5 separate regions of the Mus musculus genome follow, and all the other regions are linked to region 1. A link is a contact called in public HiChIP or PLAC-seq and promoter capture Hi-C data. All regions are on one chromosome and are shown on one strand. Each heading gives the region's core, a stretch centred on a gene start, on an enhancer-like site or on the middle of the called end of the contact. The rest is flanking DNA. Distances are from core to core; before and after follow the strand shown. Region 1 holds the start of Psmb4 (proteasome (prosome, macropain) subunit, beta type 4). Region 2 overlaps Snx27 (sorting nexin family member 27). Region 3 holds the start of Celf3 (CUGBP, Elav-like family member 3). Region 4 holds the start of Tdrkh (tudor and KH domain containing protein). Region 5 holds the start of Mrpl9 (mitochondrial ribosomal protein L9).

The links. Promoter capture Hi-C pulls out the DNA fragments that hold promoters and counts their contacts. HiChIP or PLAC-seq counts read pairs in DNA pulled down with a chosen protein or histone mark.
Region 2: a promoter capture Hi-C map of the C10 cell line shows a contact between it and region 1. The contact joins the enhancer-like site here to the promoter of Psmb4 in region 1. A contact is called at or near these places in 12 of 39 promoter capture datasets (the C10 cell line, the HPC-7 cell line, cranial neural crest and 5 more) and 1 of 115 datasets of contacts at active chromatin or transcription factors (the 230-238 cell line).
Region 3: a contact with region 1 is called in an H3K4me3 HiChIP or PLAC-seq map of forebrain, with 2.6 times the contacts expected there. The contact joins the promoter of Celf3 here to the promoter of Psmb4 in region 1. A contact is called at or near these places in 13 of 39 promoter capture datasets (the 3T3-L1 cell line, the C10 cell line, the HPC-7 cell line and 7 more), 1 of 484 Hi-C or Micro-C datasets (embryonic stem cells), 9 of 115 datasets of contacts at active chromatin or transcription factors (SST interneurons, astrocytes, differentiating embryonic stem cells and 6 more) and 3 of 9 other capture datasets (adipose tissue, embryonic stem cells and liver).
Region 4: a contact with region 1 is called in a promoter capture Hi-C map of second pharyngeal arch cranial neural crest. The contact joins the promoter of Tdrkh here to the promoter of Psmb4 in region 1. A contact is called at or near these places in 15 of 39 promoter capture datasets (the 3T3-L1 cell line, 3T3-L1-derived adipocytes, the HPC-7 cell line and 8 more), 1 of 15 datasets of contacts at CTCF or cohesin (the NIH/3T3 cell line), 1 of 115 datasets of contacts at active chromatin or transcription factors (embryonic forebrain) and 4 of 9 other capture datasets (adipose tissue, embryonic stem cells, liver and 1 more).
Region 5: a promoter capture Hi-C map of embryonic stem cells shows a contact between it and region 1, with 4 times the contacts expected there. The contact joins the promoter of Mrpl9 here to the promoter of Psmb4 in region 1. A contact is called at or near these places in 19 of 39 promoter capture datasets (the 3T3-L1 cell line, 3T3-L1-derived adipocytes, the C10 cell line and 12 more), 1 of 15 datasets of contacts at CTCF or cohesin (the NIH/3T3 cell line), 4 of 484 Hi-C or Micro-C datasets (CD4 T cells, cortical neurons, embryonic stem cells and 1 more), 18 of 115 datasets of contacts at active chromatin or transcription factors (the NIH/3T3 cell line, astrocytes, effector CD8 T cells and 12 more) and 4 of 9 other capture datasets (adipose tissue, embryonic stem cells, liver and 1 more).

What each region holds. Positions count from the first base shown.
Region 1 is chr3:94,885,699-94,888,493 of GRCm38.p6, forward strand. Psmb4 (proteasome (prosome, macropain) subunit, beta type 4) reads right to left here and starts at 1,260. Exons shown (of 7, transcript NM_008945.3): 1 at 1,071-1,260; 2 at 743-949; 3 at 377-523; 4 at 1-43. The coding sequence starts at 1,210.
Region 2 is chr3:94,546,874-94,549,576 of GRCm38.p6, forward strand. The region is part of intron 2 of Snx27 (sorting nexin family member 27); the gene reads right to left. Among named protein-coding and RNA genes, the nearest start is that of Snx27, 34 kb to the right of the region's middle. Within about 2 kb of position 1,263, at least 4 of the 459 cell types and tissues checked have an H3K27ac peak or open chromatin away from gene starts, as enhancers often do.
Region 3 is chr3:94,477,101-94,479,800 of GRCm38.p6, forward strand. Celf3 (CUGBP, Elav-like family member 3) reads left to right here and starts at 1,366. Exons shown (of 13, transcript NM_001357784.1): 1 at 1,366-2,151. The coding sequence starts at 2,007. It also overlaps a transcript of Riiad1 not described here.
Region 4 is chr3:94,411,981-94,414,718 of GRCm38.p6, forward strand. It overlaps Tdrkh (tudor and KH domain containing protein), which reads left to right and starts at 1,264. Exons shown (of 14, transcript NM_001357711.1): 1 at 1,264-1,382. It overlaps 1700040D17Rik (RIKEN cDNA 1700040D17 gene), which reads right to left and starts at 975. Exons shown (of 2, transcript NR_152121.1): 1 at 714-975.
Region 5 is chr3:94,441,946-94,444,645 of GRCm38.p6, forward strand. Mrpl9 (mitochondrial ribosomal protein L9) reads left to right here and starts at 1,391. Exons shown (of 7, transcript NM_030116.2): 1 at 1,391-1,549; 2 at 1,714-1,870; 3 at 2,642-2,700. The coding sequence starts at 1,406.

The sequences.
Region 1 (2,795 bases), core at 10-2,509:
GGCTTCATAAGCTACACCAAGCATGTCCACATAACCGAGGAAGCTAGAGGGACAAACACATCAAAGAACTGATCTAATCTTCCATTTCTTAGCTGTGTCCATTAGGTCTGAATTAAAAGATGGAAATTCTCTGGGGTCAAAGTGCCTGAGGGTGGGGAAGCAGGATAGCTCGGTGGTGAGGGCACTTGCCAGCATGCCCGATGACCCAAGTTTGATCTCTAGAATCCACAATGCAGAAGATGCATGCACACACAAACACACACACAGTACTACACAAGCACAAATACCAAAAGAAGTGTAAAGAACCATTCTGTTTAAAGACTGAAGAGACACTACATAGGTGCTAGGTTAGGCGGTCAAGGAAGTTATCAAATACCTTTCTCCGTCAGCATAGCCTCCAATGACCATGGTGTTCCACAGGGGATTCATCTTGGAGCGGCGGCTGTACATGGCTCTTGTCAACCATGAATGAATAGCTCTAGGGCTATAGCTGTGTCCATCTCCCAACAGCTCTTCATCAATCCTTAAATACAATTGAGAAAGCAATGATAACAGGTCAGGCTCCCCATCCCACTCCCTGTTCTACACACAATTCTACAATCCAAGACCACCCCCCCCAATACCAAAAAGTATTCCAAACATTCACAAATGTCTCAACAATTACCCAAAGTCTCAAGTCCCTCCATCCCGCCTACAGGAATAATAAACGGAAGGCTGTCCGCTCCACTTGGAGGCGACTTACACCATCTGGCCGAGAACTTGTTTCAAATACTGGAAATCAGCGTAGTCTCCCGAGGCACCCAGCATAGTGCTGTCGTTGACTCGCATAATACGAGAGATATTGCGGAAACGAGCCAGGGAGCCGTAGGAGCCCAGCATGTCTGCAGCAATCACCACTCCGCCGTCGAACTTCACCCCGAGTACCGATGTCCCGGTCACCATGGGGTTCCTGAATCGTGAAAAGGGTCCCTGAGCGCGAGGCCGGAGCCCCGATTGCTGGCGCCCGCGCATCAGAGGTCCCCGCATCCCGGCCCGCCGCCCATTCCCGGCGCGGTGAGAGCGCGACTCACTGGGTCCGAGTGATGGGACCCTCGCAGGGCGCCGACGCCGGGTCCATGAGGCCGCTGGGGGTGGCCGGGATGCGGTAAAACTGCCCTGGAGCCGGACCCCCGGCCCAGTGGCCAGCCCGTGACTCCCAAAACGCTTCCATCTTAGTCACCTCAGCCGACAGAAATGAAAGCGCTAGCGTCACCGGAAACGGAAGTGGTCCTTTGCCACGCCTCTCTTCTTCCTGCCTGCCTCTTCCATGGGTCAGGACTCCGGCTCTGTATTTATAAAGCCGTTTGAGGAGTCCTGGTCCAGAGTAGCCGCCAAGACTGACAGAAATGCACAAGGCCGCATCCCCGTATCCCACTGCAGTAGGGATGCCTAGATCCCAGTATTCTGACAATTCAGGAGGAGCAGGCCGTGTGGGACAAGCACCAGGACCTGTTACCATGTGCTTTTTGGATCAATATCAAAAACAAGGCTTGAAGAATCACTGGACCCAAGCTCTCTTACTGTTTTACTTCTCAGAGCCGGCCAATAGAGCAGGCATTATCAACTTATTTGATAGATAAGAAGCCGAAGCATAAGATACAGTGGTTTACCCCGTTACAGTCAATAAAAGGTAGAAAAGATACAAACCAAGGGGAGAGATGGCCCACGTTTATAGCACTGGGGTTCGAATCTAAGCACCCACGGGGTGGCTGACAATCACCTGTAACTCCTCTTCTAGCCCTGAGGGCACCAGGCACTTATGTGGTGAACAAGGGGGGGTGGGGGGGAGAGAAGAGGGAGAAAGAGAAAAATCTTAGTATTCAGAAGGCTGGAACAGAAGGAATGCCTCCAGTACAAGACCATTCTGGACTACACTCAGAGTCCAGGACAACCTGAACTACTGAGAGATCTTGTATTAAAAGAAAAAAGAATCCACAGTGAACTAGAGGCAGTGGAGGAATTCCCCTGCCCCCTCAAGATAGCATACAAAACAATAGGTTTCATTACAGCCTTTTCATCCTAGATGTCGTTTTACTCTACCCTCACTGGTGCCCATCTCAGTGCCTTCCCTGTCTTCCTGCTTCCTCCTCCCTGTCTAAGAAGACCCTTCGTGCTTCCACTGACACGTGTTCTATTACCTTCTAATCCTTCACCCGGGTCCCTAAAGAGCCTTTTCCTTATGAGCACCTTTCTACTTTCCTGACCTAATACACACATACAAACACACCTAGATTCCACATATGAGAGAATATTGATGTTGAAGTTCTGACCCAGAACAATTGGCTGAGGTGCATATTTAACATATTCAAGTCGACATAGCCTCCAGGTTCTCCCAGCATCCCTCAGTCCCTACCTGGCACAACCCACCCTTTACTCTGAACTTTTCCAGCCCAGGGGCCAGGATTCCCCTCCCCACAGAGGCTCTTTCCTATATAATCCAGACATTATTTGTCTGAATATTAATTTTGCCTAATATTCTCTTGTATTTCCTTCAGAGACTCTAGTGTATACAATCCTTTTTTAAAAAAGATTTATTTATTTATTATATGAGTACATTGTAGCTGTCTTCATACACACCAGAAGAGGGCATCGGATCCCATTACAGATGGTTGTGAGCCACCATGTGGTTGCTGGGAATTGAACTCAGGACCTCTGGAAAAGCAGTCAGTGCTCTTAGCCACTGAGCCATCTCTCCAGCCCTGTTTACCATCTATTTGAACATGTCCCTGTGGCTCTTAAAAAAAAAAAAAAGATTT
Region 2 (2,703 bases), core at 13-2,512, 340 kb before region 1:
TAAATCAAGTTTTAACAAAGTCGAAGGTTATAATCATAACCTGTGTCTTTTCTAATCTCTCTCTGTCTCTGTCTCTCTGTCTCTGTCTCTCTGTCTCTGTCTGTCTGTCTGTCTGTCTGTCTCTCTCTCTCTCTCACACACACACACACACACACACACACACACACACAGATACACACAAATACACACTCACAAGAAATCAGAAACCAGTGCAAAAAAACCAGTACTTTGTAAGTATGATTGGGGAGTAGCGGGAGAGGCTTATTTTGTTTTAGTTTTTTGGCTTTGGGCTTTTTTGTTGTTTTTTGTTGAGACAGGATTTCTCTGTGTAGCCTTGGCTGTCCCGGAACTCAGGCTGTAGACCAGGCTGCCCCTGAGCTCCAAGATCCACCTACCTCTGCCTCCCAAGTGCTGGGATTAAAGGCTCACAACGCCACTGCCCAGCTATTTAAAAAGACACGAGTTATTACATCTCAGTGTGAGGCATGAAACGTCTCTCTGTAAGTTATTGGTCAGGGAAGCCTCAAAGGTCCTCAAAACACAGGCTGTTGCATTGCTCTTGCTTACCCATCAAAACTAGATGATCAAACTCTATTGCTGCAGACACACACGCTTCGGTTGTGGAACGCGGAGAAATCAAGCTGAAACTGATTGAAAACATCCTCCCTATTGGCTAGCTTTCAAAGTGCCAGAGGTGCTCTGCAGGCTGCTGGGGAAGAAAACTCATCAGTGGTACTAACCAACAAGGAACCCTGCATGCTACAATCCTGACATACCAGGCAAGATGTGCCTACTCGGCACTTCAGCATACAGAAGTGTAACTAGCGATCACTTTTGAAGTGGGTTGAGGCTTGCTCCACACTCCACACCTGGTTCATCAATCTGGCCAACAGCCCACGGCTATAGAAGACTATAAACCGTCGAGGGGGAACCTATGATTGTGGTCTTGCTAAACGGACACATTGTCAAATGGTTTTCTAATTAATTCTGCTTTTGTACACAGATCAATGCGTCCTTTAATCCTGGCCAGAGAAGCGGCTATGGAAATGAGCAGCAGTTAATGCAGACTGGTAACTGGTCAAGAGCTGAGGATAAGCAACTATCCAGTACTAAGTCCTAAATAAAACACTTGTATCAATTTCTCTTCAACTCAAGACTCAAGAAACTGTGTCAAGAGGATGAAGAGTGTAAGAGCCAAAGAATGGAGACGGGAGCTGTGAAGTGCTGCCTTCTGGGCACGACATGGCTACTACATTCATCAACTTTCAACAGTTATAGCTGCCTGCACAAGGTCAATGACATTCCAACAAGAAGCACCAACTCAGTAGGTAACCAACCAACCAACAACAACAACAAAAAAAAACAATAAATAAAAAGATGACATAAAGGTGAAGGAATGTTAGAGTGCTTTTGGGAAGTGGGAAAGTAGATTTGGAGTACATTATGATCAAGATACATTGTATTGTTTATAAGCATGAACCTGTCAAAATATTTTTTAAATCACATGAACAAGAACTTTAGGGGCTCAGCGGTTAAGAGCACTGATTGCTCTTCAAGAGGTCCTGAGTTCAATTCCCAGCAACCACATGGTGACTCACAACCATCTGTAATGGGATCCAGTGCCCTCTTCTGGTGAGTCTGAAGACAGAAACAGTGTACTCACATATATAAAATAAATAAATCTTTAAAAAAAAAAAAAACTTTAGAAACTGTACAAATACATACAATTAAAGAAAATTCTAAGGCAAGAAGATGCCTCAATGGGTGCTGACAAGGTTAACGACCTCAGTCAATGCATGTGACTCACTTGGTAGAAGAGAACTAACTTCTACAAGTTGTTCTCTGACTTCCATAACTTTCTAGGTATGCATATGACCCCCCCCCCCACACACACACACCAGAGCCAGTACAACCAAATCACAAAAACTAAAAGCAGCCGGGCGTGGTGGCGCACGCCTTTAGTCCCAGCACTCGGGAGGCAGAGGCAGGCGGATTTCTGAGTTCGAGGCCAGCCTGGTCTACAAAGTGAGTGCCAGGACAGCCAGGGCTACACAGAGAAACCCTGTCTCAAAAAAACAAAACAAAAAAACCTAAAAGCAATACCTTTAATGAACAAGCATGTAAAACTTCAACAAAATATTAAAAAGCTAAATTTGATGAAAAATTGGTATAACATATGCAAATCAATAAATATATCACATCAAATAATGAAGGATAAAAATCACCATCGTCTCAATACATTCAGAAAAAGGATTTGCTGACGTTCAGCATTCCTCCAGGGAAAAAAAAAAAAAAAAAAACCAAACTGCCTTCAGCAAAGTATACTGAGATTGTATCTCATCACAGTGAGGGCTAACCACAACCCACAGCCTATATCAGACACAATGGGGAAAAGGTGAAATTGTTCCTCTAAGATCAGGAAGTAGGCAAATATATTCAACCACTCTATACTGATCATTACACATTATACACAGGTATTGTGTCATATTGTACTCTACAAATATATAAAGTGTCTGTGCCAATTAATATTTTAAAAATATATATTTCAGCCAGATGGAATTACCTATGCCTCTAATCCAAGCACAGACGTGAGCCACTATACCCAGCTACATATTTTTAAGTACATATACAGTAATGACTAGAATAAATTATAACAATGGGTTTTGTTGTTGTTTGATCTTTGAGAGTCAAGATCTGACCATT
Region 3 (2,700 bases), core at 116-2,615, 410 kb before region 1:
GGATGCATCTGGGAGTCTCAGAGACAGCTGCTCCACCCTGGGCAGAAGGGGAAGCAGGGTGTTCTATGGAAGCTGCCAGTGGAGAATGGATGGATGGTGAGCCAGGATTGCTATCACAGAGAGCTGATGCCAACAGACACATGGGGCAGGTATGGGGCTGGAGCACAGAGGGCCAACCTGGAACATACAACCAGGTTTAGAAGTATAACTGTTTTGGAGAAAAATAGTTTCTATTTTTTTTTTTTTTTTTTTTTTGCCTCCTTTCATCTGACTCTGAGATCTACTCTAGGAACCCAACCAAAGGAAGCAAAGGAAGGAGAAATGGGGTACTTTGCCCTCAAGGGGAGCCTGGCATCTGTGCCTGTTCCCACAGAAGGAATCAAGATTCTCTACTTGTCACAGGTTCTTTACATTTGATAAGCACCTACTATGTGTAAGCAAGACATCATGCTAGACGCTGTGTGCAGTCTTGGTCTACAAGGATAATACGAGAGCTGCCACCAGCCGCTGCCTCCCTGCCCAAGCACTCATACACACAACACCCCCAGAGAGAAGGAAGGGGGTGTCTGAAAATGCCAGACTGCTATAGCTTCCCTTGTTTCTTTTTCTGGAAAAGTATGCAGACTCTCTCTGCACTCACTCCCACCAGCTCTCTCCTTTTCCACACCCGTTCAAATTTTTTTACTCTCCATCTCACTTTTGCTGTTTTCCTCCTAGACCCTGTGGCTGCTTCCTTCCTCATCTACACCTCCCTGTCTGCCCTTCAACCTGCCTGACTGATCTTTCTCATTTCTTTTCCTTGTTTCCTTCCTTGGGTTCTCACTCTCAGACTCCCCAAAGGCCAGGCTGCCCTCTCCTCACCGCCCCCCCCCCCCCTCCCAGCTTCCATCTCCCGGGTCTGCTCTTCCTCTTCCAGCACCGGGGACAGCTCCAACCCCCGGAACAATGGACCCCACCCTAGGGCTCCTCTATAAATTCTCCATCTTCGTCTCTTGCCCAACTCCTGATTGGGGAGTAAGATGGGGGAAGGGTTGTTATCAAGACCAGCTGCTCTTCTGGGGCAGAAAGGGAGTCAGGGAGGATAGAGATAGAAAGAGGGCGTGGCTCTTGCCCGGGTTGTGCGTCTCTCTCCAGGGTAGAGAATTTGTATTCCACCCCTGAGACTGACATCACTGATGTCAGGGGAAAGGAGGTGGGAGTGGGGAGGGGGGGTGTGGAGGGGGGGGAGGTTTTTGTTGAGGAGAGCGCGGCCGGAGAGCAGAGCTCCGGGACCCAGGTGACCGGGAAAGCAGGCAGCCCTAGTGTCGGGAGTAGCCGGCAACAGCCCAGGCCGGGGAACCATACAGGGTGGGGGTGGGAGGGGGGGGTCTAGGGAGAACCTGAAGGGGACAGGGCAGAAGGGACCCCCGAAGCCCTGCCGCCATCAGAGATCAAGCATTTGGCATCAGGGATCTTCGGACCCAGCAGAAGGATCAGCCACAGGGAGGTGTCTTCCCTAGGAAGCCAACGAGAGAGTCACCTGCCCCACATCAGGAGCAGGGACCCCCTCATGACGCTGCTGGCAACCATAGCAGTCCCCTAGCCCCTCAGCCTCTTTCCTATCGCCCTCTTCTGACTTTACCCCATCTCCTTTGGCATCTGTGCCTTTGCTCCCGCCCTCTGAGCTCCACCGTTCCAGCTACCACCCAAACGCCCCAGGGTTTGGTCACCCTGACCCTCAGCCTGGGATATTTGCCAGATCTCTGGGAGGGAGATCCTTTGCTTGGGCTATGCCCCTGGTGGCCTGACACTGTCTGCCTAGACCCCTGACCCCTAGCCCTCAACTCCCCAGGCCTCCTTTGTGTGAAGAGCCCTCCTCTGCTCAGCAGTGTGGTTGGGGGCCAAAGGAAAAGCTGGCCCTGCTGGGCCCCTGGGCCCTACCACCTGCCTCCTGGTTGGGCAGCTTCCCTTGTCTTTGGTCCTCTCCCTGCTCCCCCACCCCCGGCCCCTCCTCCTGGGCCGCCCCAATGAAGGAGCCAGATGCCATCAAGCTGTTTGTGGGGCAGATCCCGAGGCATCTGGAGGAAAAGGACCTGAAGCCCATCTTCGAGCAGTTTGGTCGGATCTTCGAGCTGACTGTCATCAAGGACAAGTACACCGGGCTGCACAAGGGTGAGGGGTCAGGCCAGGCTGGAGAGGAGGCACTGAGTGGCCTGCTAGGCAAGAAGGATGGAGGAGGCTGGGGGGATGGAGTGGCTGGAAAGGGCTGATTTGGAAGCAGAGTCCAGGGGCTGAAGGACTGGATAAAGGAACTAAGTGAGAACTCAGCTGAGAGACAGGGACCATAAGGTGAAAAACTAAGGGGAACTCTGCACGAGATGGAGGAGGGCGTTGGTGGCATGGGATGAACAGAAGGATGAGAAGGACAAGTTTTAGGAGATGATCAAGACTGACAATGTGAGAAGCCCCAGATAATGTTGGGATGGCTGGTCAGGTGTGTTTAACCTAGAAAGAGTGGCCACAGTCAAACCAGGGCAACCCAGGACTAAGATGAAGGAGCCGGGGAGAGGAGCATGGACAAGAGAGACTGGTTTTAGAAAGTTATTAGGAAGAGGTTCCTGAGGTCTCTCCAAGCGCTGTGCTGCTAAGCAGAGCTGGCTTGGATCAGCACTTGGAGAGCTCCAAGCTCCGGGGACCCAGGGCCACAAGACTTCCTGAAAT
Region 4 (2,738 bases), core at 14-2,513, 470 kb before region 1:
TCTATATCCCTGTCATATCTTGAGATTTAACTAAGAGTCAGAAAGGTAGTTGCTTTGAAACACTAACATATATAAAAAGGAAGTTATAAAATTATATCTATAGCATGTTTTCAGCTGTGCAAAAATACATTTACGTGTATTTTAAGTGTGGGATGAAAAATTTCCCAAGAAACTGGTTGTACTGGTTGCCTCTGAAGGGACATTTTCTTCAATAACCTTTTGTTACTTGTGAATCTTCTTGAAAGTGCATGTATTATTTACCCAAATATATATTTTGGATGACTAGAAGGCGAGCATGTTTGCAAGCCCAGCTACTCAAGAGCCTAAGGGAACAAAATTTGAGAACAGCCTGGACAACATAGCAACATATAACAGTAGTAGTGGTAATAATAATAATAATAGGAAATTGACCCAAAGACATCTGGGTCAGACACAATGCTAGCTATGTTCACTCAACAAATGTTTAATGAGTATTCATCATGTGCCAGCACAAAACATCTCCTGGAGACTCGGAGCGACTGTGCCCTCGCCTCAAAGTGAAGGTGGTAGCAGGGCCAACCGTTCCTAACGGTTCGGGAACGACCCAGACGGCGGCTGGAATTCAGTTTTTCAAGCAAACCGCTGCCTGCCAAATCCTCCCCCTTCCACAGGTCCACGGCCCCGGGGCAAGGCAGGGGGCCCCTGCTGGCGCGCTCCTCCCATAGCTGCCTTACCCAGGTGGTGGCCACGGTGACTTTCGGTCCACGTGGCGTGTGCAGCGCCCGCCCCCATTTCACTCCTTTAACATAGTTGCTTTCCTGTCCCCTGGCTAAGATGGGGGTAGGGGGTCCATCCAGGCAGAAATTCTTAACAGATAAAGTGGCGCCGCAATCAGGAGGTGGCTTCCCCCAAGGCCGCTGGCCGCGGAATGACTCCGTAGGCCTCGGGACACCCACGAGTGACCCAATCCCCCGACCCTCGGAGCGCCAAAGTCCCTCGCGGCTTAAAGCAGCACAACCTCCTAGAGGAGGACCGAGGACTCCAGAAGCCTCTAATTGGCTGTTTAATTCTCAGCAGGTGCGAGCTCCATTAAAAGCATCGGCTTCCCCGGGCTCTAACTGGCTGTGGACGTGGGCGGGCTTGGATTTTCATCCGGGTAATTGGACTTGAGCGCGCACCAGCCACGTCGCTCACGGCAGTCCGCAGAAGGATTGGCTGCGGCGGAGGAGCGCGATTGGTCAGACTTCAAAGTGAGCGTTGATTGGTGAGGATGCGCTGCGGGGGCGGAACAAGCGGCTGCTGAAAAGCGACCCGCTAGGCGGCTGCGCTGAGGGAGCGACAGGGCGGCGGCGGCGGGGGTGAGGTGCGAGGCGAAGCGCAGAGCGCGCAACTCTGGAGGAGCGGTAAAGGCAGGGCGCGAGAGGGAAGTTTGGGGTGTGGGAGAAGCAGAGCGGTAGGGACCCTGGCAATTGGAAGACCGAAGCGCGGGACTGAGGGTCGGGAGGCGTGGGACACTTGGGGGCTAGGAGTGAGGCCCTCGCGGATCACCGCGTGGGGCAGCTGTGCTGGGAGCTAATAACCAGACTCAGATCAGGGGCTCTGGGCCGGGGAGCTAGGCCCCCAGGATTGATAGGACGTTCACCACAACTCAGCACTCCTAAGCCGGCTCTCTTTGAAACGAGGGACCTTTTATTAATTTGCCTTTTACCTTCCTCAACTTAGTCCAGTGACTGTTTGTAGCTGCAGGGTGTTTTGTTGCAAGGTGTTTTGTTTTCTTTTAGTGGCGGAGCCTGTGACAGTCAGCTGGTTTTGAACTCAAAATCCTCCAGCCCTTGCCTCTGAAGTGGTGGAAGTACAGTACAGGCCAGCACCAGAACGCTCTAGATTGGATTGATTGTCTATCAATCTTCCTTTCTCAAATTTACTTGTAATATCTGGTTAGATTTGCCTGTTGGTTGGTTGGTTGGTTTTTGTTTTTGTTTTTGTTTTTTTAAGGTTTATATATTTTATATATGTGAGTGCATCGCTGCTGTCTTCAGACACACCAGAAGAGGGCGTCAGATCCCATTACAGATGGTTGTGAGCCACCATGTGGTTGCTGGGAGTTGAACTCAGAACCTCTGGTAGAGCAGTCAGTGCTCTTAACCGCTTAGCCATCTCTCCAGCTGATTGGTTGGTTTTTGAGACATCTCTTGTAGTTAACCCAGACTGGTCAAGAACTTGTCCTGTAGCCATCCTTAAACTGCTGATCCTTCTACCTCCACCTTTCAGGTACTGGTATTTGGGAGATTGGACACCTGGCTTCCTTACCATCACCACTCCCAAACAGGATTTCATGTCACCCACAGTGGCCTTGTACTTGTTATGAATGAATTTAGGCTCTAGTTCTTTCTGTCTCCACCTCCTCTCTGTTGGGGTTATATGCATGTGTTGTCACACCAGGCTCAGACCGCTTTGGTGTTTTAAGTAAAATCCTGGTTGGTTTGCCTGATTTGAGTTCACTAGCCTATCCCTTATGATATTATCCCTTAGTAACACACTTAGCACAAATTTACTTGTAATATCTGGTTAGATTTGCCTGTTGGTTCAAATGGATATCACCCAGCAAACCTGTCCTCGTCACAGGCATTTACCCTGTGACATATACTCCGTCCACAAAAATCAGTGTTTTCTGGCATACCATCTACCAGGTGTCCCATTCAGAAACTTTATAACTAACTCCTTTACTTTGCCCTCTACCTTACCATAAATCAATTGCT
Region 5 (2,700 bases), core at 141-2,640, 440 kb before region 1:
AGTTGGTTACCCAATACGAAATGATCAGCCCTGAAAACATACATACGTACAAGTAAGAATGTACAGACTGAGCAGATTATATTTATATATTTAAGAATGTATAAACACAAATATAAATAACAAGGGGAAAGAGTCCATGAATCTGAGAGAGGAGGAGAGGGGTTAGAAGGAGAAAAAGGGTAAAATTATATAATCTCAAATATACAAACGTGTAAAAATTTTAAAATAATAAGATGTTTCAAAGAATGGAGGAAAACAAAACAACAAAATGGAATTCTCATCAGCTGTAACAGGAACACCTGCAGGTAGGGCAGTTTATAAAGAATGGGGCATACATTACGTTTTAAATGTCTGTTAGACATATAAGATGATGATGAATAAGAAGTTGGGTATTCCAATGTGAAGTTTGTGGGAGCCTAGGATAAGAATTTGGACATCACTGGCATATAAATAGCGGTTAGCCATAAGGTGAACTGAGAGCATCAAGACACTGGATACTAAAAAGAATGAAATTCCACATACTGAGTGCTGGGTGCAAACAATTAAAAGACTGTTGAAGACTTGTCCTGAATACCAAGGAAATGCGTGTAGGTCAGTCTATGTAAGTGCACATAAAATGGAGTGTAGCACATCTTTCCACACTCCTTTATAGACCCTCATTTTATAACCATCTATTAAGCACAAAGACTCCACAGAAGGACCTGCTTGTGCCTAACAGTAGTTTCTTTTTCTCTACAGTTTGTCTCCTGCAACTCTTTAAATATTAGCTTAAATACAATAGTAACAATATCATGGAAAGTTGCAGAGTTTTTAGAGGATCCCATCCTTCGACTACTTTTAGAAAGATTCAAGGGAAAATTGAGAGTGACATCCATATTTTAGTGTTCAGAAATTATAGCATGTCAAAATTAGAAGTGATCCCAGTACCTAGAACTAAACCAAACCACTTATATTGTTATCATTGGTTTTTATGGATAAAAATCCTCCTCCTCACCAGTTAATTATTATTATTGGTCTCGCTATGTAGCCCTGGCTGGCCTAGAGCTTGAGATGTAAACCAGATTAGCTTGAACTTGTCCTGCAGGAAGATTACAGGGTGCGCCAAGCCCCCTCCGCCTCTTTTTTTAAAAGTGAAGCCAAAAAAAAAAAAAAAAAAAAAAAAAAGTACGTTTTCCACTGTCGGTCCACGCAAAGCTCTGTGGAAAGTGGTGACAAAAAAAAAAAAAAGCAGTTCTCTCCGCTGTCCTATCGTCGGCGTGCAAGGCGGGGTTGCGGCAACTCTCCCACTCCCCATGCCCAGGTCTCAGCGCAGCCTATATCTATACCACTCAGGCGCGCCGCGGGCAGCCCAGAGGCGCAGCTGCGCATGCGCGGGGTCCTTCTTCCGCCTGTCCGCTCCGCTGTCATGGCGGCCTCTGTGGCTCCCGGGGTTAGGACTCTGTGGTGGGCAGGTGCTGCTTGGCTGCGTCAAGGAGGCATCCGGGAGCTATTCCGGCCGCGAATTGAAGGGAGTACCCCGGGGCGTGACTTCAGTCTCTCTCATTATCAGGTGAGGGCCGGCTGGGGCTTGGGTCCTACACGGTGGGGGACAGGAGTGTCGTTCGTGCCAGACTCAGACTGCGGGGCTGGGGGGCAGACTTTCCTGGGGACGCCGGCGGGGTGGCGGGTTGTTCTCTGCGGACACTCGCTCACCCCAGCCTCCCTGACCACCAGAGCACGGTCATCGTGGAGCGCTGGTGGAAGGTGCCGCTCGCCGGGGAGGGCCGAAAGCCGCACCTGCACCGGCGTCACCGCGTGTATAAGTTGGTGGAGGACACGAAACACCGGCCCAAAGACAACTTGGAGCTCATCCTCACGCAGTCTGTGGACGGTAAGGCTTGGGCCCAGGTACTGACCCCTTCCCCTGTCCCTGTCCTCTGTCCCCTGCTCTTGTTTGACGTTAACCGCTTCCTGCCTCTCTTTTGTTGCTTTGTTTTTACTACTTTGTGGTTCTGGTGAGAAAAAAAAAGTCACGGAAAATTAAAACGTGTGTGCAATATTGTTAACTGTGTAAAGAGAAGCCTAACAGTTCGCAGCACAAACAGTGACATTCTTTGATTGAACAGCTCAGTCTGCACCAGTTTTTAAGCTAGACGTGTGACAAGTGTAGTTCCTAATAAATGCATGGTGTGTGTGTGTGTGTGTGTGTGTGTGTGTGTGTGTGTGTGTGAGAGAGAGAGAGAGAGAGAGAGAGAGAGAGAGAGAGAGAAAGAGAAAGAAGGGGGGCGCCAAAGGTCCACCTTATTTGATACAGGGCATGAGTTGAGCCCCCAGGGATGTAGGTATTACCTCCCCTCAGTGCTAAGGTTATGGACAATATCCAAACTCAGATCCTCTATGCAGCTGGCACTTTAACGACTGGACCTTATAACCTGCCCTAGTAAATTGACGGTGGTGGTGGTGGTGGTGTTTGTAAGGAAGAATAAAAACTGTGAGAAAGTAAGGGCTGTCTCTTTTCTATGCCCCTCCCTTTTGGTGATGCTGGAGATGTACCCCAAGGCCTGAGTACACTAAGGCACAGCCTTTACCTGTGGCTGATCCCATGATCATCTTTTCCATAGCCTGCAGAGATTTCATCTGCCATTCCCGTTCTCATTGACAGAAATTGGAGTCCGGGGTGATCTGGTCTCAGTGAAGAAATCTGTGGGTCGTAACAAGCTC